Linked DNA regions of Mus musculus: all the other regions are linked to region 3. The links are chromatin contacts, called in public HiChIP or PLAC-seq and promoter capture Hi-C maps. All regions are on one chromosome and are shown on one strand. Each heading gives the region's core, a stretch centred on a gene start, on an enhancer-like site or on the middle of the called end of the contact. The rest is flanking DNA. Distances are from core to core; before and after follow the strand shown.

What was found. Promoter capture Hi-C pulls out the DNA fragments that hold promoters and counts their contacts. HiChIP or PLAC-seq counts read pairs in DNA pulled down with a chosen protein or histone mark.
Region 1: a contact with region 3 is called in an HNF4G HiChIP or PLAC-seq map of pancreatic cancer cells. The contact joins the promoter of Abca2 here to the promoter of Noxa1 in region 3. A contact is called at or near these places in 6 of 39 promoter capture datasets (the HPC-7 cell line, cranial neural crest, embryonic stem cells and 3 more), 1 of 115 datasets of contacts at active chromatin or transcription factors (pancreatic cancer cells) and 1 of 9 other capture datasets (pancreatic islet).
Region 2: a contact with region 3 is called in a FOXA1 HiChIP or PLAC-seq map of pancreatic cancer cells. The contact joins the enhancer-like site here to the promoter of Noxa1 in region 3. A contact is called at or near these places in 5 of 39 promoter capture datasets (hippocampal neurons, liver, neural stem cells and 1 more), 1 of 115 datasets of contacts at active chromatin or transcription factors (pancreatic cancer cells) and 1 of 9 other capture datasets (adipose tissue).
Region 4: a FOXA1 HiChIP or PLAC-seq map of pancreatic cancer cells shows a contact between it and region 3. The contact joins the enhancer-like site here to the promoter of Noxa1 in region 3. A contact is called at or near these places in 4 of 39 promoter capture datasets (the 3T3-L1 cell line, cranial neural crest and liver), 2 of 115 datasets of contacts at active chromatin or transcription factors (large pre-B cells and pancreatic cancer cells) and 2 of 9 other capture datasets (adipose tissue and liver).
Region 5: a contact with region 3 is called in a FOXA1 HiChIP or PLAC-seq map of pancreatic cancer cells. The contact joins the promoter of Clic3 here to the promoter of Noxa1 in region 3. A contact is called at or near these places in 10 of 39 promoter capture datasets (the 3T3-L1 cell line, cranial neural crest, embryonic stem cells and 6 more), 1 of 115 datasets of contacts at active chromatin or transcription factors (pancreatic cancer cells) and 1 of 9 other capture datasets (liver).
Region 6: a promoter capture Hi-C map of liver shows a contact between it and region 3. The contact joins the promoter of Fbxw5 here to the promoter of Noxa1 in region 3. A contact is called at or near these places in 5 of 39 promoter capture datasets (embryonic stem cells, liver and stem cell-derived epiblast-like cells) and 2 of 9 other capture datasets (embryonic stem cells and liver).

The regions. Positions count from the first base shown.
Region 1 is chr2:25,427,344-25,430,073 of GRCm38.p6, forward strand. It overlaps Abca2 (ATP-binding cassette, sub-family A (ABC1), member 2), which reads left to right and starts at 1,256. Exons shown (of 49, transcript NM_001368624.1): 1 at 1,256-1,492. The coding sequence starts at 1,427.
Region 2 is chr2:25,561,360-25,564,485 of GRCm38.p6, forward strand. Edf1 (endothelial differentiation-related factor 1) reads left to right here. Exons shown (of 5, transcript NM_021519.2): 5 at 492-725. The coding sequence ends at 553. It overlaps Mamdc4 (MAM domain containing 4), which reads right to left. Exons shown (of 29, transcript NM_001081199.1): 26 at 2,993-3,120; 27 at 2,807-2,915; 28 at 2,173-2,348; 29 at 1,756-2,010. The coding sequence ends at 1,948. Among named protein-coding and RNA genes, the nearest start is that of Edf1, 5.1 kb to the left of the region's middle. Within about 2 kb of position 1,337, at least 15 of the 459 cell types and tissues checked have an H3K27ac peak or open chromatin away from gene starts, as enhancers often do. A contact at or near this core is called in pancreatic cancer cells, where this site is marked.
Region 3 is chr2:25,093,767-25,096,804 of GRCm38.p6, forward strand. It overlaps Noxa1 (NADPH oxidase activator 1), which reads right to left and starts at 1,439. Exons shown (of 12, transcript NM_172204.4): 1 at 982-1,439. The coding sequence starts at 1,158.
Region 4 is chr2:25,383,440-25,386,494 of GRCm38.p6, forward strand. No RefSeq gene overlaps it. Among named protein-coding and RNA genes, the nearest start is that of Entpd2, 11 kb to the right of the region's middle. Within about 2 kb of position 1,277, at least 15 of the 459 cell types and tissues checked have an H3K27ac peak or open chromatin away from gene starts, as enhancers often do. A contact at or near this core is called in pancreatic cancer cells, where this site is marked.
Region 5 is chr2:25,455,321-25,458,212 of GRCm38.p6, forward strand. Clic3 (chloride intracellular channel 3) reads left to right here and starts at 1,523. Exons shown (of 6, transcript NM_027085.3): 1 at 1,523-1,594; 2 at 2,341-2,450; 3 at 2,529-2,654; 4 at 2,795-2,892. The coding sequence starts at 1,559. It also overlaps a transcript of Paxx not described here.
Region 6 is chr2:25,499,075-25,502,123 of GRCm38.p6, forward strand. It overlaps Fbxw5 (F-box and WD-40 domain protein 5), which reads left to right and starts at 1,676. Exons shown (of 9, transcript NM_013908.5): 1 at 1,676-1,812; 2 at 2,862-3,049. The coding sequence starts at 2,885. It overlaps C8g (complement component 8, gamma polypeptide), which reads right to left and starts at 1,432. Exons shown (of 7, transcript NM_027062.2): 1 at 1,020-1,432; 2 at 765-901; 3 at 515-585; 4 at 324-431; 5 at 1-41. The coding sequence starts at 1,157.

The DNA of each region.
Region 1 (2,730 bases), core at 6-2,505, 330 kb after region 3:
TCTGGCTAGAGCAGGGAGGCCTGATCTGGTAGTCACAATGGATGACTGTGGTAAATTTTCACAGTTGTGATGTCTCAGCATCATTTTGAATATAAACCTAACTTTCTCAGGTCAGAATTAGGGCTCTCTGACCTGTAGCAGTTTCCGGTTATGCACACCCAGCCCTTCACGTGGTGTGTCTAGCTCTTCATACCTGGTAAGCATTTCTGCTGCCCTGCCCGCTGGGCATCTGCCTCACCTGCATGGAAATCGCAGGTGGACTGCAGTGACCCCAGGCATATGCACCTTACGTGTTCTAAATTCAGTTAAAACTATGTAAGAAATGTGTTTGGATGATACCCTGGACCTCAAAACAGCTGTCTCCACCTGCAGAGAGAGAGAGAGAGAGAGAGAGAGAGAGAGAGAGAGAGTATTTTGGACAGGGTCTCATGTTGCGCAGGCTAGCTTTGAATTCTCTATATAACCAAGGATGACCTTGAATACTTCATCCCTTCTGCCTCTGCCTTTTTGATGCTGGGATTACACGTGCGTGGTTGCTCTCTATTATTTATTTTATTGAGATATGGTCTCTCTATGTAGACCAGTGTGGACTTGAACTCACAAAGATCTGCTTTTCTCTGCCTCCCTGAGCTGAGCGCTGGGTTAAAGGTAAATCTGCCATGACCTGCTGTTGCTCTGCATTTTGATAATCTAGGTAAACGCCATTTCATCAGCAGGTGGTGGCTCGTCTATGAGGAACACAGAATGCTTTTGTGAAGGTGGTCGAACTACCGCAGTCCCTCTCATCAGGCTCCTCTTTAAAATATCTAAGTCACATCGTGTTGTTGCACCTCAAGCCGCGATGGGATTCTCCTAACGGACCAATGTCTCTCCTCTAAATGAGTGACTGACCCTGCTTCCTGTCTCTACAAGTGAGGAGGGTCAATCTAATGGTGACCAAGCCTCCTTCAGTTTTCCAAACAGGACAGTAAACACCTTGGGTACCCCTCTGCGTAAATCTCTCAATTGGAGACTCATATTTGGAATCTCCTGGGAGAAGCATAGGGTACCTGCGTTCTCCCTAGACCTCGGAAAGGTGCGAGCCGGGATCTTGGTTTAGATGGGGGCTGTGAGGGATCTTGGAAACACTGCATTATGGGTCCAGTGAGCAGCGAGGCCTAGTGCTGTGCGCAGGTGCAGGCGGGCGCGGGCGCCCCCTGGCGGCTACCCGGGCGCAGAGACGCCTTTAAGTGGGGGCGACGGGCGCGGGCGCGACGAGTCTCTGTAGCTGCGGCCGCCGGGGCGGAGCCTGCGAGCAGCAGGTCCTGGACTCTCGAGCGCCCCGCCCCCGCGCGGGCGATGCCGAGCGGCGCGGCCGGCAGCGGGGCCCGGCGGGGCGCGCAGAGGACAGGGCCGCGGCGCTGAAGCGGCGGAGCGCGGCCCGGCCATGGGCTTCCTGCACCAGCTGCAGCTGCTGCTCTGGAAGAACGTGACGCTGAAGCGCCGGAGCCCGGTGAGCGAGCCGCGCCCGCCCTTAGGGGCTCGCAGGCCGCGCGCCCAATTTGCCGGTGCGCTCTCCGCGTGCACGTGCAGTGTCCAGGCGCGCGCAGACCCCGGGAGGGCGCCACCGGAGACCCTGTTCGGGGCCGGACGATTCCGCGGGCTTCCGGGCCTCCGGCAGTGGGTTCGGCTGTGCCCTGGTCCGCTGACACTCGCAGCGCACGGCTGAGTCACGGGCCGGCGCCCTCCGCAGCGCTTTCTGGCAGGCTGGGGTGGGGGCAGGTGGTCCCTGGACTTCAGCTAGAGCTAGGTGCAGGTTCCTGGTCCAGAGCGCTAGCTGGGACACACCATTCAGCTTAGGGACTCAGAGCCCTGGTCCCATCATCTCTGGGGCCCCCATAGGAACCTGTCTTTTCATTCCCTTTACTGGTACTCTGCCCTTGGGCAAGCACCTTAGGCTGAAGCTGGTACCAAACAGCCTTCGCCGCCGCTGCTACCGCCCTCCTCCTCTTCCTCCTCCTCCTCCTCTTCCTCCACCACTACCACCACCACCACCACCACCACCTTCTCCTCCCTTCATCTCCTTTCCTAACCCATCCTGGCAAGTCACAACCCTTACTCCTGCTTTCTCATCCCTGGGAATGTCCTTGTTGTGTGGACTCAACCTGTTAAATCCCAGCACCCTTTGGGGCCAGTTTCTCCTGAGGCTGCTCCTCTGATTTCTCCTGCCTTGGGCCTCTCTTGGGGCTGGGTTCTGCTGAGCTTCTTAGTACCTGTCTAGGCCAGGCAGGGTATAAAGAGTGTTGGGGTACGAGTCCTGTGTGAGGAGCAGGATGCCAGGCACGGATGGCGTTTGCAGTGTTGGTTTTCATCCCAGTCCCTGGAAGAGCAAGGGCATCCAGAGAGTCCTGGGCCAGCAAGAGTGTCCGAGGGCCCTTGGGATTTTCCAGGATGGAGACAAGAGAGTGCAGGACCTAAAAGAAGGGCCTTAACCAGCTCATACCCAGGGACCCCTTGGGCAGCAACACTCCACCTATGTTCTTTGAGTACTTTAGATTCATAATAAGAAACTCTGGTCTGTAGGCAGGGTGGGTAGCAGTCATCACCACAGCCTGGCAGAATTCCCGTGGGCACCTGGCCCTGGCTGATTGCCAGGACTGGGTACATTCTCTGTTCTGGTTGGCTGGTGTGGGGTCTGAAGGGGCAGCCCTGTGACTATAGCTTTTGAGTCCCTGGGAAGAAGGGACACAG
Region 2 (3,126 bases), core at 87-2,586, 470 kb after region 3:
GATGTTTGTCTTCTCATCTTTTTAGGTTTATTATTATTATTATTGTTGTTGTTGTTATATACTTAATTACTTTTTGGCTGTCCTGGAACTCAACTATGTAGACGGACTGGTCTCGAGCTCATGGAGATCTGCCTGCCTCTGTCTCCTATGTGCTGGGATTAAAGGCGTGCGCCACCACGTCTGGCTTAGATTTTATTTTTTATATAGAGACTCACTGTAGCTCAGGCTGGCTGCAGACTCACATCAGCCTGCCTACCTCAGTCTCCTGAGCTCTGGGATTGCTGCTGTGAGCCACCATGCTCAGCCTGGCCCTCAGCCCTTTCTGAGATGCTTGACCCACACTCTGAGGTCAGATGTGAAAGCAGCCTTGTGTGTGTGTGTGGAGGCCCTGTGAGGAGTGGACAGTGGTGATGGAAGGCTCAAGCCGAGCAGGGAGGTTGGGTGGGTGCAGGAAGTGGCAGAGTGGTCAGCATCTCGCTGGCTCGTTTCAGGCCTCAAGCTCCGGGGGAAGGACATCGGGAAGCCTATCGAGAAGGGGCCGAAGGCGAAATGAACACAAAGCCTCGAAGCCAGTGGTTCCGGCTGAGCTCTCCTGGCTGGTCCCCCAGGACCACCAGCACTGCCGTGGGTCTCCTCACATGGTCAAACGGAACACGGGGGGTTAGGCCTGTGTGCCCCCTCAACCCATAACTGCTGTCAAACAAAGCAAACCTTGTAAAGTGATAGCCTCCTGGATTTTTCCTCCCTGCCTTCTGACGCTCAGCAGGGGTGTGAACCTGCACCTTCTGTCCGATGGACAGATGGCTGCAGAGGGAAGTTCAGGCCTGGGAGGAGTGGATGTCCTCGGCCTTTGCCTCCTGTCCATCTAAGGGCCTGTGCTCTGCTGGAGAGAAGCAGTACGTAGCATTCTGAAGTCTTCTCTCCTCACCGTTGACCACAGTTGTGGAGGGTGGAGATGAGTGTCTCCCTTCATGATACGTACCCCAGAGGGACCTCGGGAGTTTGAAAGTTCTTTCCCTGTCCGCTCAGAGAAGTGGGCATCAGTCAACCTTTGCCTGAAGATGCAGGGTGGCGCCTGGCCACGCCCCACCGCCTCCTCCCATGCAGCTGAGTTTTGGATAGGCAGGAGCCTAGCTTGAAACACATAGTATCTTTGGTGAGGACAGGTTTCCTTTGTGTAGGAAGGGATCGTCTGGATGTCCACTCTCCCTGAGGACAGCCCTCGGGGGCCCCCAGTCCTCAGTGAAGCCACATCTGAGGCATCATGTGGAGGGAGCCATTTGTGGTTCAGATGTGTCACCCTCACGTCATTAGGCCCCTGACTGGGTGTGACAGTACCAGATCTGTTCATAAAGCTTTAGTCCAAAGGCTGAAGTGCAGTTTGCCTTCTGGTGCCCTGCTTCGAAGGGGAATGGCCACACCCAGTGACCTCAGTTTCACCATCTGCAGCCCTAGGGTTGTTTATCTGGGCTGGTAACGTTTCTCCTTACCAGATCAGTTTCATGGTACCATATCCAGTTGCTTTTATACTTCCAAGACCCCCATTTGTGGGGTAGCTTTATCCTCACTGGGTACAGAACCGCCTGGTAAGTTAATGCCACGCACTCCAGTCGAGTCAGCTTGACAGGCCTGAAGCCTTAAAGCCAGCCACTATTCCTTGCTGGCATGGGTGGTGGGTTCTTAGGGTCCTATAGGCCAGCTACAATATACCCTGCCAGGTACATAATACATGTATGGAGTGCAGCCTGAATATCTGGGTTGCCCTCACTGTGTAGAGCATTTATTCTTGGTACAAGGACCCCTCTACCCTTCTCCATCACACCAGAGGGCAAAGACACCAGATAGAGAAAGAGCTGGCGAAGGTAAATATGACTCAGTCCCTACATCCAGGCCCACATGTAGACAGTCAGGTGCTTGTGAGGTTTAGATGCTGCAAGAGATGCCATGTCAGGCCAGGTCTGGAGGGCTCTGTGGGTTGCTGGTGATTGATTCTGGGAGGGTAACATGATCCTAGGAAGAAGGAAGGAATATTGGACAGCTGCTGTTGAAAGGCAGTGTGGTTCTGACAGGATGGGACATGGTGTCTCTTCCCGCGTCCTGGCCCACTACTGCTTTCCCCTCATTAAACATGGAGGCAGGATCTCCCATGTGCCCACATTTGGTGGTTCCTACCGCATTGAAGAGGATATTGGCAAAGCCAGAGGCTGCTGCATCTGTACTCCTCTGGCCGGGGCAGTGCTGCTTCTGCAGCCAATGCCAGCCCCCAAGGCCCATGAGCACCAGGAACATGAAAAAGAGGAGGGCTCCTCCAACGGCAACTGGCACAGACACGGGTGCTGCCACTTCACCTGAGGACAAAGAGGGCCATCTGAACCTCCACATAGTTCCCAGTTCTTTTGTCAGGTTCTGTTCCCAGGATTACTGTCAAGGAGTGAGCCTGGGGCTGCCTGATCCCTCCAGTGCTTGCTGGCGCCAGGATTCTTGTTGATCTGTATGCACAATTCGGCAGACCTGTTCCACCTCTTCCTCTGGACATACATGATGGTAGCCAGTGACTGCCACACCCACTGGGGTTTCTGGTGTAACCTGGCAGTTCCTTCGAGATAGTTCTTACCCAGGAGGAGACAGTAAAAGCTGATATAGCCCCTGTGTTCAGCCCGTGAGGCATAGTGGGGAGAGCACAGAACTCAGTCTTGGTTCCGCTGGTCTCCCGAGCAGGGCACAGCGTACTTCCAGCTATCTGGGCCGCCAGCCTAAGCCTGGCAGGGTCAGGGCAAGTCTGGCCATCCTGGAGTCCAGTGCTTACCCTGGCTAGGTGAAGGCTGCTTGCACTGTTGTCCAGCCAGGTACTGCACATCATCAATGGCAATGGGCCCCAGAGCTGGCTGGCCACCCAGAGTGGCTTCAAAAACAATCTGACAGAGAAGGGAAAATCTGAGTATCTGGAGGTACAGACGAGACGGAAGGGAAGACAGCTCACCTGGGACCTCACCTGGAACTCCTCAGAGTTGGACAGTTCAATCTGGACTTGTAGCCACTGGTCCCGCAAGTGCCCACCCTGGTACCACACAGCTAGCTGGCCTCGGGCACTGCTCAGGAGCACTCTCAACTCACCCTTGTCTGAGA
Region 3 (3,038 bases), core at 189-2,688:
TTCTAATGAAGAAACAATAGGTACAGATAAATATGTAAGACGTAATAGAAGAGAGCTGGCAAGATGGCTCAGTGGGTAAGGATACTTGCCACCATGCCTAATGACCTGCGTTTGATCACTAGGTTCCACATGGGAAAGAGAAAACTGACTCCCACAAGTTTCCTCCTGATTTATACACACATGTAAATAAATAAATAATTAAGGCTTCCAGAAAGAAATAATAAAGAGACCATCTCCACACAGCCCAGGTTTCTGCTCTCACCCTTGGTCTTGGGTGTCTTTGCTTTCCATCTGTGGTGTCCAGGTAGGTCTGCGTTGTAGGCAGAGTGCTGAGGGCTTCTATCATACACCCAGGAATGGTGAACATGAAGGGGGGATGCCCTGATGCTCACTCTACAGTGTGCTCCCCTGAGTAGGTCTGCTTTGAGAAGCAGGTGGAGATTCATGTGAGTGCTCACTCAGAACCGGAATGACAGACTGTGTGCCACCATCCCATCACAAGCATCTGCTGAAATGCACACTATCAGAGGACGTGCAGAGCCCCTGACTGCTCTGACCCAGCCACCAGCCTGCCTTCGGGTATGCTCCTTCCTCAGTCCTGAGCACCAGAGAGCCTGGGCAGGCCAGGTCTGGTACAGTTGCCGCATTTGGCTTATATGGCTATAGAGACTGAAGGCGCCCTGCTTCCCATTCTGGTCTCAACAAAAAGAGGGGTCTTCTAACCACAAAGCTCCAACCTGCCTCAGGCAGGCACTAAGAGAGGACATTAGTTGAACAATCTCTACGTAAATGACAGGGTAAAGGGCAGGGATTCCTCCCCTTCTTCTATGTTGACTATAAGGTGCGGAAGAGCGTCTTTTTCCAGGATGCCCATTGGAAGATAAGGTTTTATGTTCGCAGTCACATCTTCATCTGCATTCCCCTAAAGCCTCCACCAGGGATGTGAGAGGGGAATCTGTTATCCAGTCCTGGGGTGCTTACCCGCAGCGCAGCCTCGGGATCCCCTGCCATCAGATGCACACAGCCCCTGTTAAAGTACATCCTAGCCAGCGGCTCTCGGACATCTGAGAAGAAGCACAGCGCAGAGTCCCAGTCTTCGCGTGCCACGGCCAGCACACCCCGGTGCCAGTCCCGTATCTGATCCCCTAGAGAGCTCATGGAGCGGGGACGCCTGCTTTGAGGCGAAGGAAGTTAGCGATTCTAGCTGGAGCGCGTGGGACAGGAGGAGGGTGCCCCACAGAAGCTGGGAGGCCGTAGGCCAGGGCCAAGGGGACCGGGACAGCAATGAGAAGCAGCTGGTAGCAAGACAACTGGAGTTGTGACAGTCGGTCCTTGAAACTGAGTAGATGGCCCAAGGCTTAGGCCCCTCTCTCACGCCCCGCCTAGAACTACTTAAACAAGTCCCTAGCACTGAGGAGAGGGTCTATGATCACATAGCCACACCCCTGCATTCGTCAGGCCTATCTGTCCACTCCCTGGCTTAGCTCAACGCCAATGAAACCACGGTTATCTCAATATGGACACGCCTTCTCCACCTCCTAGTTCTTGCCAGGAAGCAGGTGTGAGCACGCCCCTTACTCAAGCCAAGCCCACACCATCTTTTTTCTGGCAAGTTCAGAACTTCAGTGTGCCCTAGATGGGCCCCCGACGTCTATTATGCAAAACTGCAGAGTGTTTGGGGAAACCCCGGGGAAAGTGCTGCACGACCGGGCCAAGGTTCCGGGGTCAGTATGGACGGTGCATTGCAGAGCTGCTTGCTCAGAGGTCAGCGTGGTCAGGCAAGTGGGCGGCCTAAAGGAGAAACAATCTAAAGGCTGGTAGAGCTCGACCTCCAGACCCGCCTCTTCAGAAGTGACCGGGTGGGCTTGGAGACTCTGGAGCAACAAGATGGGCCGGACTGGATGCCATGTGGCTAGGCCTTAGAAGCCGGATTGGGGCCTCGGAGTCAGGTGTATCGGTCGGTGGTGGGGCAGCCCGCGAGGGCTTTCTCCACTAGTGGGCGCTGGCCTGGCTGCTACTCTCCCTTGCGAGTGTGGCCATTGGGACTGAGTCTTCTACACTGCTCTCCAGGTGGATCACAGCTATCCAGAAAAACTAGCGGTTGGACAGGGATTGTGTCTTGTATAGACAGGTGGGGCAGCCCAATGTAGACTCTGCAGGACACCCAGAAGTTGATGTCCACCTTCATAATCTTGCTCGAATAAGGCCCATCCACAGTATGGGAGTCATGTGCCTTCCCCAAACTGCTGATACCAACATTAATCTCTACTGAAGTTTTCTCCCTGACATTTGGGGCACCATGGCTTGGCAGGGTTGACACATGAAATAACACCACAACACCCAATCCAAGTAGCTAGGCTCAGCTGTATCGTGGGCTCATTACCCTTCCTTGCCTGGTTGTTGATCCCCTGTACTCAGAGTCACAGCTGATTCTCCTTCCTGTGTGACGCAGGACAGCTAACTTTTCATTCCTCCATACGTGTAACAATGGCAGCAATCAATTCTGTCCTACGAAGGCTTTTCTGAGAGCTGAATGAGATCTCATAGTGTCAGCAAACAGTTGGTGCTCAGCAGTGCTTGTCATCCTGAGTTCCCAGGGGCTGTGTCCCTTGGCATTTCTCTATGGGCTGAGTTTCCCTAAACTGCTGCCTGGAGTACGTGGATGTTGCTAACCTGACTTCTTTAAGTCCTAGTGCAGCCATTCTGCCCCAATACCCAGATCTTGTATTGTCTCCGTGCAGGCTGGTCACTTTCCCTTGTTTGGCTCCTCTCCCTCTTGCTACTCACTGCCCCTTCCTGGAAGCCCAGCCTAAACTCTATCCCTGCCTTCCCAGCCCCATCTGCCCATTTTCTTTTCCATAGGTCAGAATTCTTTCTAGAATGTTCCATAGCCCATATGGTGGTTTGAATGAAAATGACCCCCATATTCTCATACATTTGAATGCTTGGTTCCCACTTGGTGGAATTGTTTGGGAAGGGCCCGGAGGTATTTCCTCAGTGGAGGGAGTATGTCCCTGGGGATTGGACTTTGAGGTTTC
Region 4 (3,055 bases), core at 27-2,526, 290 kb after region 3:
GCACGCTGGTGAGGAAGCAGAGCAGCTCTGTCATTCACACGCAGCTGTGCACGTGGCGTCACTTTTCAGAAATCCTCAGTTCCCAGAGCCAGCTGCAACCATGCAGAATAGTTTGGTAATTGCTTTAAAGACTAAAATTCAGCTCCGTGGTTGAGGGTATTTTTTTTTGTGCAAGCCTGCTGACCTGATTCTTGCTTGCTTCTCACACCGAACTGCCTTAGCTTCAACACCAGAACCTGTGTAAGGTGTAAAAGAACCAATTTCACCAAGTTGTCCTCTGACCTCCACAAATGCACTGTGGCACACGTGTACCCTGTTATATATATACACACAATTAATAATAATAGTAATAGTAATAAAGTAATTTAAATGAAAAATAAACTCACTAAACTTCATATTCTATATATGATGGTTTTAATTGCTTGTCAACTTGACTATATTAGGGTATCCAGTTATTTGGTCAAATACTGCTTTAATATTAATACCAAATTAATATTTAAATCAGTGGACTCTAGGTAAAGCACAGTGTCCTCTATCACATGAGTGAGTGACTGTCATCTACTAGGACCATGGTCTTAAAAGATAAGACTCCCAGAGGGGAACAAGCCTTGCTTCTAGATGGCCTCTGAGCTCAAAGTTGCAACATTATGTTGTCCAGCTGTAGACCTGCTTTGAGGAGGTTACATTTGTAGCCTCTCTCTGCCTTTGTGAGCTTCTGACAAATAGTTTCCTCCATAAGGTGGTCTGGCTGTTCTGGAGAGTGTCTCCTTGTTGTTGGGGGTTTTGTTTTGTTGTTTGTTTGGTTTGGTTTGGTTTGGTTGGTTTTTGAGATTGGGTTTCTCTTTGTAGCCCTGGCTGTCTTGTAACTAACTAACTTACTTTGTAGACCAGGATGGCCTTGAACTCAGAGATCTGACTCCAGATTTCTGGGACTAAAGGCATTTGCTATCTTGCCCTGGTTGCCCACAGCCCAATCTTAATGAAGGTATTTTCTCAATAGAAGTTTCCTCTTCTCAGTTGACTATAGTTAGTGTCACGTTGACCTAAATCTATCCATCACAGTATTGGTTACTGTTATATGCATTACTCCATTTATGCAACCATCATGAAATAACATGGTTAGACATAAAGGGATCAGGAGTTAAGAGCAAGAGATGGCCTGGGCTTAGCTAGAAAGGTTGGTGAGAGAGGCCTTTTAGTCACGGGGTGGTTGACTGTCACAGTGAGGCAGGCAATATTTACACAAGGCTGTCCTGTGATAAGAGCTGTGCACGCACTTGTCATGACTGGTGACAAACAAGCTCCTTAGTCTCTTGGTCACTCTTGTCCTCTAGTTGCATGAGATACCGGCACCAGTGAGGCATCAGAGGGCCAAGAGGCATTGTCTCTGGAACCCATGCGTACGGGATCATTTAAAAATGAAAGAGGGGACCTGGAGAGATGGCTCAGCAGTTAAGAGCACTAGCAACTTCCAAAGAACCACATGGTGGCTCACAACTGTCCAGAACAGCAATCTCAAGGGCTCCAAAAGCCCTCTAGCCTCCTTAGGCACCAGGCAAGTAACAATCCATTTCAAAAGGATAACTTCTTGGCTGGAGAGATGGCTCAGTGGTTAAGAGCACTGGCTGCTCTTCCAGAGGTCCTGAGTTCAATTCTCAGCAACCACATGGTGGCTCACAACTGTCTGTAATGGGATCCGATGCCCTCTTCTGGTGTGTCTAAAGACAGCTACAGTGTACTCATATACATAAAAAAAAATAAATCTTTTAAAAAAGAGGATAATTTCTTAAAAATATAAAATCAATGTTCAAGAAGAAATTGAGCACCGATCTAGCCATATAACCACCAAAGAAACTGAAAGGTTAAATTATTATTTAATAATAAACTATTATTTAGTAGTTAAAATATTATGCCAAGAAAATGTCAGGCCTGCACATGTTTTTACTGGTGATCATGCCATAAATCCAAGTACTAGAGATCCCAATACTAAGCACACTTTTCCCAGAAAGTAACTGTAAGAAGTTAGCCTAATGCTGATAAAAACCAAACAGGGTTTTCTTCTTCTGCGAGGAAAGAAAGCACATGTCCCTGTCCCGTAGCCACTCCGACCACATTCAACTTTGATTAGTCATGAAGAACACAAGGCTGTTCTAATATTTTTTTCCAGTGAATTACATTAATGATTGACAAAGAAAATCCACTGCTGCCTCAAAACATGCATGAAAACATAAAGTCAAACTCAGAGCCTGGTACCCACATGATGGTGGGCAGAGAGAGGCAACTCCAGAGAGCTGGCTCTGAGGCACGCACATTAACAAATGAATAAATGTGAAAATAAATGAGCTAGTAGACAATTCAAAGATATGATGTGGAGGAAATTCAAATATATATGTATGTCAAGGTGCAAGAAACCCCCTGAACAGGCTGTGTGTTGAATGGTTCCCTCCACCATTGTGCAAAAGGCAAAACTATGGAAACAGGAAGAAGGTCATGGGTGCTGGGGCCTCACACGGTGCCAGCAGTTGGAACCCAGGGAGTCTTTAAGGAGCTGAGACTGCTCATGTATGAGACAGAGTCAATGGACCCATGTCACTGTACGGGTGTGCAAGCACACACAAGAGATAGCCAAGTGTGGTGGTGGCCCTGAATGATGGTGAGTTGATGCACATTTAGTGGTGACCATGTGCCTCTGATTTTTTTGTTGTTGTTTGGTTTGGTTTGGCTTTTCAAGACAAGGTTTCTCTGTGTTGCCCTGGCTGTCCTGGAACTCTGTAGACCATGCTGGCCTCAAATTCAGAGATCCACCTGCCAATGCCACGTGAGTGCTGAGATTAAAGGTCCTGATTAAAGGACACCATTGCCTGGAATTCTGTGTCTTCTTAATATTGCTACTTACTTTTTAAAAAATGTCAAAAAGGAGAGAAAGAGGGAGAGAAAGAGAGAGACAGAGATAGAGAGAGACAGAGAACTGTAGCTTTTCTGTTTTATTTTTTTCCTTTTCCCTTTGTCTGGGTTCTTCTGTAGCTCAGTCCAGTGTCTCCTAGCTCAGCAGTCA
Region 5 (2,892 bases), core at 273-2,772, 360 kb after region 3:
GTGGTGCAGTGTTGACCCTGGATTTTGGGAGGCAAACTGTAGCTGAGTCCAGGAAGCTGCAAGCATGGGAGTGGGGCACCGATGGCTCCTACTACGCACAGACTGACACAGGACATGTCCACAGCTCCCCTGAAGCAAGGAAGAGCCAGCTGGCGTCACTCTGACTTGTTTCTTTCTTGCTAAGCCATGCTCATGTTGTATGTCCACTTCATCCCTTCCTTGTGGATTTGTAAGGTCAGCTTTGCAAAAATATATAAATTCGGTGTGTCTGGTGACCACTGGCAGTTGGGAAAGGCTTCAGGGCTGCCCCACAGTGATGATTTGTCATCTGCAAAGGACAGAAAACCACAAAACAGAAAGCTGACCATGTCAGTAAGAAGCCAAAATAAAACTGGCTCTAGGAGTCAAGAGTCGGATAGAGGAGGAACCAAGCCTCCAACACAAATCCAGGTTCCAAGGATATCAGAGCTGTGTTTCACTTCAACTCTGGCTGAGGTCAGGGAAATGACAAGGCAGGGCTAAGGAGGAGGGAAGCCTGGCACAGCTGAGGCCCTGACTAGGAGTCAGGCACGTGAGCAGGTGAGTGGGCAGGTATGGAGCCACCTTGGCTGCACGGTGTAGCCTGGAAGGCACCAGCCTACCAGAGACAGGAAAGCAATCCCTAGGTCCTGGTCTTAGCCAGTGGGCAGTGCTGGTCCTCTGTGAGCACAGGTTCTAAAGAACAGCTCTCCTAGATGGCTGCTGCTGTGAAACGCAGGCCGAGATACAAAGAATGCCAAAGGCACTCCCACTGTGAAGCCCAGTGGGCTTGGGAAGGCCCAATGGCAGATTTGTGCCTGGTAGGGTCAGACCATACTGGCCCTTTCCTTCCTGCTGGGGACCTCATCCCCATTTCAGCCACTAGGTAGTAGTTTCTAACCCTTCCTGGTGCCAACTGAAGGTCAAGGTTAAGAGTAAGAAAGCTGCTCTGAGCCTGTGTGGACAGGATGGGGGCACGGAGTCCACTGCTCAGATGGGTTAAACACCAAAACCAGGCTTATCAGCCTGCCGGCCGCGAACATGTTTGGAATGCGGGTCCGCCCTACCTGACTGGGTTTTGTCAGAGGGAGGGGGCATCTCCCTCGGCTTGTCACACAGACAGGTAAACTGAGGCATTTCCCACTCATTCCCACCCCCTGGCTGGCTTTCTGGGATAAGGACTTGACAATGGAGAATGAGCCGCAGAAGGCTGTGAGGCAACTCCTGAGCTGAGATCAACCCAGTGTGCGTTCACCACACTAGCTCCCCTCACAACCACACTGAGGCTTCAGTGTTTTGCTGTGAGCCAACTTCCCATACTCACACCTGGCCCTGAGACTCAGGCCTCCTGTGGTCACTGGTAGCACGGACACTCTGGTCTTATACAGGCTCTGCTCTGGAAACCTGTCTGTTGCCTAGGTGGCTCCTTGGGGCGGGCCCACTGCCTGGGGAGGGTGGGGCATCAGAGAGACTTAAAGAGCTCCCAAGGCACACCCTGTGCCCTGGGCTGCTGCTGCCGCCGGATGCCTCGGCTCCCACCATGGCTGAAACCACCAAGCTCCAGCTCTTTGTGAAGGTTCTGGGCAGGCTGGGCTGGAAGAGGAGCTGGGCTTTTTTCTTCTTGTTGTTTGGGAGGAGGGGTGGGTCTTCCTAATGGTGCCCAAGTCCCTATCCCTGTGGTGGGTTTGAGTTGCCCCACACAGGGCTGAGGAGAGCCAGGCATCCTGGGTGAGGAGCTACCATAAGGAGGATCAGAGAGCCTGGGTCCCGCTCTTCACTTTGGCTCGTGGACCTGGCCCAGCTCTGGGAGAAAGCTTCTTAGTGAGGAGATAGATGTCAGTCTGGTAGCTGGCACCTGGCATTTAGTAGAGATTCAGGGTCATGTGCCAGACTGGGGGCTTGCCAGAGATGGCCCTTTTAGCTATCAGGCCAGTGCTCAGATCTGAGTGGGAGCAGGTCCTGGCCTCCTCTTTGGTCTCTTCCCTCCCTTCCCTGAGCTGTTAGCCTCAATACCCAGTTGTGTGGGTTAATCACTAGAGGATGAATCTCTGGCCTGCCCCACCCTGCAGCCAGTCTCTGTGACTGGAACCCTCTGGCAGGACCCCAAGCCTAGGCCTCTAAGCTCCCAACTTCTTTTGTCCTCCCCATTCCAGCGATCAGTTCAAGGGCCCTCACTAGACACTTGTAGATGCCATGCTCAACCAGGCCAGAGCCCTAGCCTGCCTCCAGAGCCAATGGCAGTGGGAGGCAGAGCTCCACCCAGCCAGGTGTCAGGATTCCTGGGTCTGCTCAGAGCCTGACACCTCTGTTCCACCCACCCAGGCCAGTGAGGATGGCGAGAGCGTAGGACACTGCCCTTCCTGTCAGCGGCTCTTCATGGTCCTACTCCTCAAGGGTGTGCCCTTCACACTCACCACAGTGGACACTCGAAGGTGAGACACCACCCTGGACCCTTCCCTGGCCTCTGCCCACCTCGGGCCAGCCACCTCCCTTCTGCCTGGTGTTCACAGGGCATTGGATGTGCTGAAGGACTTCGCACCAGGCTCACAGCTGCCCATCCTGCTGTACGATGGGGATGTCAAGACAGACACACTGCAGATCGAGGAGTTTCTGGAGGAGACGTTGGGGCCACCTGAGTGAGCATCTGATGGGGTGGGCAGGAGGGCAAAGATGGGACCTCCTTGGGGGACACCTGGGAGAGTGCCTAGGAAGGGTGCTTTGAGGCACAGTGTACTTGAGGGTCTGACTGGAATTCTCAAACTATTCACACCTATAGCTTCCCTAGCCTGGCACCCAGGTACAGGGAGTCCAACACAGCGGGCAATGACATCTTCCACAAGTTCTCTGCCTTCATCAAGAACCCAGTGCCTACAC
Region 6 (3,049 bases), core at 426-2,925, 410 kb after region 3:
AAACACATCCAGGACAGAGTCATTCACTGGCAGTGAGCGGACTGTGGGGTAGGCAGAGTTCCAGTGCTTTCAACATGGCAGGGAACCCAGGACACACAGCCAGGTCAGCTGTGTGTCCCTGCCCCATCCAGTTCCCACCCCATCCCATGTGTAGCTGTTCATCAAGGGTGCCTACTGCCAAGAGTATGGGGATAGAAAAGGAATGAGAAGGGGTGTGTGTCCATCTGGGGACGCCCTGTCCATCAAGGTGGACCTGGAGGATGCAGAGCACAGGTCATGTGTGAAAAGCACAGGCCATGTATGATCACAGGACTAGTCCGCACCGTATAGTTTCACAGACAGCTTCCTTCCCTGTTCCAGGTACAGGATGGCAAAGCTCTGATAGTCAGTCTCAGCAACCACCATATGCACTGGTCCACGGGCCCGTGAGACTGCGGCAGAACCACAACAGCACATCAGTCCTTTCCCCTCTGCCTCCAGCCCAGAGCCCTCTCCCTTGATGCCCCTGCCTCACCTTGGAACAAGAAGCGGCCAGGGACCCCTGTGTTCTCAAAGAGTTGGCGTACCTGCCAACATATCCCATCTCTGGGGAGGGGAAGAAGGTATGTCATAAGAGGAGGCACCCAGACTCTAGGAACCCCAACCCAGGAGAGGCCATATGGGATAGCTATCTAGGCCACAGAAGAGCTAGAGATGAGGTTTAGAGTCAGGAGGGCAGAGTAAGATGGGCTCAGGGGCTGGGATGAAGTCCTGCTGGGACTCACAGCTTTCGGAAGGTGCTGACAGCCATAGCTGCACCCTGGGGAGCTGCGTGCAATGTGGTGGCCTCAGCTCGGTGTCCCTGCTCCTGAAGAAAGCGGCACGAAGAGCCCACAGCCACCAGGAGCCATGTCCCTGCAAACTGGAAGTTGACTATGAGTGCTCAGGACTGGGGAAATGGGGCACCCTGGACCAATCCCGCCAAGCTAGGCAGGTTCTTATTGCTCTTTTACCTACCCCCACTCACTCCCAGATTTTACCTTCTGAGCACTGAAATTGACCTGGGCCTGGATAGTGCTGATGGGGGAGGTAGACCCAATAGGCTTTCGAGTCCTTTGGCCCAGCGAACTGGCTGTCAAGAGCAGGGTGAAGAACAACACAGCCCCTGGAGACAGCATGGCCAACCTGCTACGGACAGTAGGTGACAGGACAGCGAGGTGGAGGGGTGCACTGTCCTAGGTCAGAGTCCACTGTCCAGTGCCACAGGAAGCACAGTCCAGGAAGTCCACATCTGTCTTCCGATTACTGAACCCCTAACCCAAGCCAGGGTCCATCCTAGAACCTAGCCTTGATAGGAGCTGGGCATTGTGTCCCAAGTGCAAAGTTAAGAGTTGACCTCTGCACCCCTATTTCCACTTGTGGTCAGTGCTCAACCCTATGCATGCAATAACTGTCTTTAACTCCACAACCAACAAGAACGTGCTCATAAAGTCACTTGTTCAAAGCCCAGCAGCAGAGAGAGCAGAGGCAGAGTCTCGAACCGGCCCAGCTGAGCCTGGCTCAATCCTCCGTCCTTTAGGGTAGCCAGGAGTGAGTACTGTTCTGTGAGTCAGAACGCTCGGAAAGTAAGAGTTTGCGCAGGCGCATAAGAAACGCTGGCTGCTAGTCGGAGCCTGAGGCGCAGGCGCAAGACGGGGAAGGGGGGGGGGGGGGAACGGTCCATCGATGCCTCGGGGCTCTCAGCGTCGAGCCTGGCGCCTCCATAAAGACGTGGAGGTGGAGACTAGAGCGGCGGCGGAAGCCGGGCGCAGCGCAGCGGGCAGAGGCACCGCGGTGAGTCCCGGCTTTGGCCCCGCCGTGCTCACTCACCTGTGTCATCTGCCCTGTCCCCAGTCACCAGCCTTGTGCCCCATTACTCCCAGTCCTGCATTCACCAGCCTTCTGCCACCTTCGGTGTCCCTTGTCCCCGATCGTGGCCTTCGTTTATTTTCTCGGGCCTGGTCCCGGTCATGGGCCTCGCTCTGCCTTGTCCTACTTTAACTGGCTTTTGTCACCTTCACGGGCTTTGTTCACTGTCACCATATTTTTTTCCTGCAATGTCTACACTTGTACAGCCTTTGGTGGCCTTATCTGGCCAGTGATGGCCTTGGCAGGTTGACGTCGTCCCAATCCACCCTCCGGTGTTCAGTGGGTGAATGAAGGAGCTGCTGCCCACTCTAGCTAAGCAGCAAAGCGTGGTCCCTGATGTCTCCTCTGACATTCAGAAACCCCAATCACTCTTAACCACCCTCCTGGCCAGGCTGTCTCCTGAGTCCAGAACGACATATGCCACTGGCTAGCAGGAACCCCTTCTCAGAAGAAAGTCAGCCTTGGCCTGAAGTCCTATAGCAGCAAGGTCAAAGACAGGGTGGGCTGCTAAACCTTGGACCTGCCAGTTTGAGCAGCCCAGACCTGTTTGCTTGTCTTGTGCTCACCTGCCTCCCTGTGCCCTGTAGCATTGGGGAAGGCATCAAAGGCCCCCACCTGGAAAGTGGGGCTGCCCCCCACTTCGCAGGTTCTACCTGGCCTAGTAGTACTCAGGGGCTTGCTGTCTGGTCCAGCAAGTCCTTTGGTGTCCTGGAGAATGTAAGGTGGTGCAACGTTACTGCCTGGGTCCTTCAAGAAGTGTTGGGTCTGTGGTGGGGCAGTGCTACTTGTACACACAAAGAGAGATGCACACATCCCTCCCCTCCCCCCGCACATGCTCAGTGCAGTGGAATTCTCCGGTGGGCAGTTGGTGGGGCTAGCTAGGACTGCCATGTCTGGAACCCCAGACTATCAGTCTCTCCCTGGGGTTGGCGATGAGGAGGCTTGGGTTCAGAGCCGCCACTGGTGGGTTTCAGGACCGTCTGGGCAGAATGTCACGATGGATGAGGGGGGCCTGCCCCTGCTCCCCGACAGCCTTGTCTACCAGATCTTCCTGAGTTTGGGCCCTGCAGATGTGCTGGCTGCTGGGCTGGTATGCCGCCAATGGCAGGCTGTGTCCCGGGATGAGTTCTTATGGAAGGAGCAATTCTACCGCTACTACCAG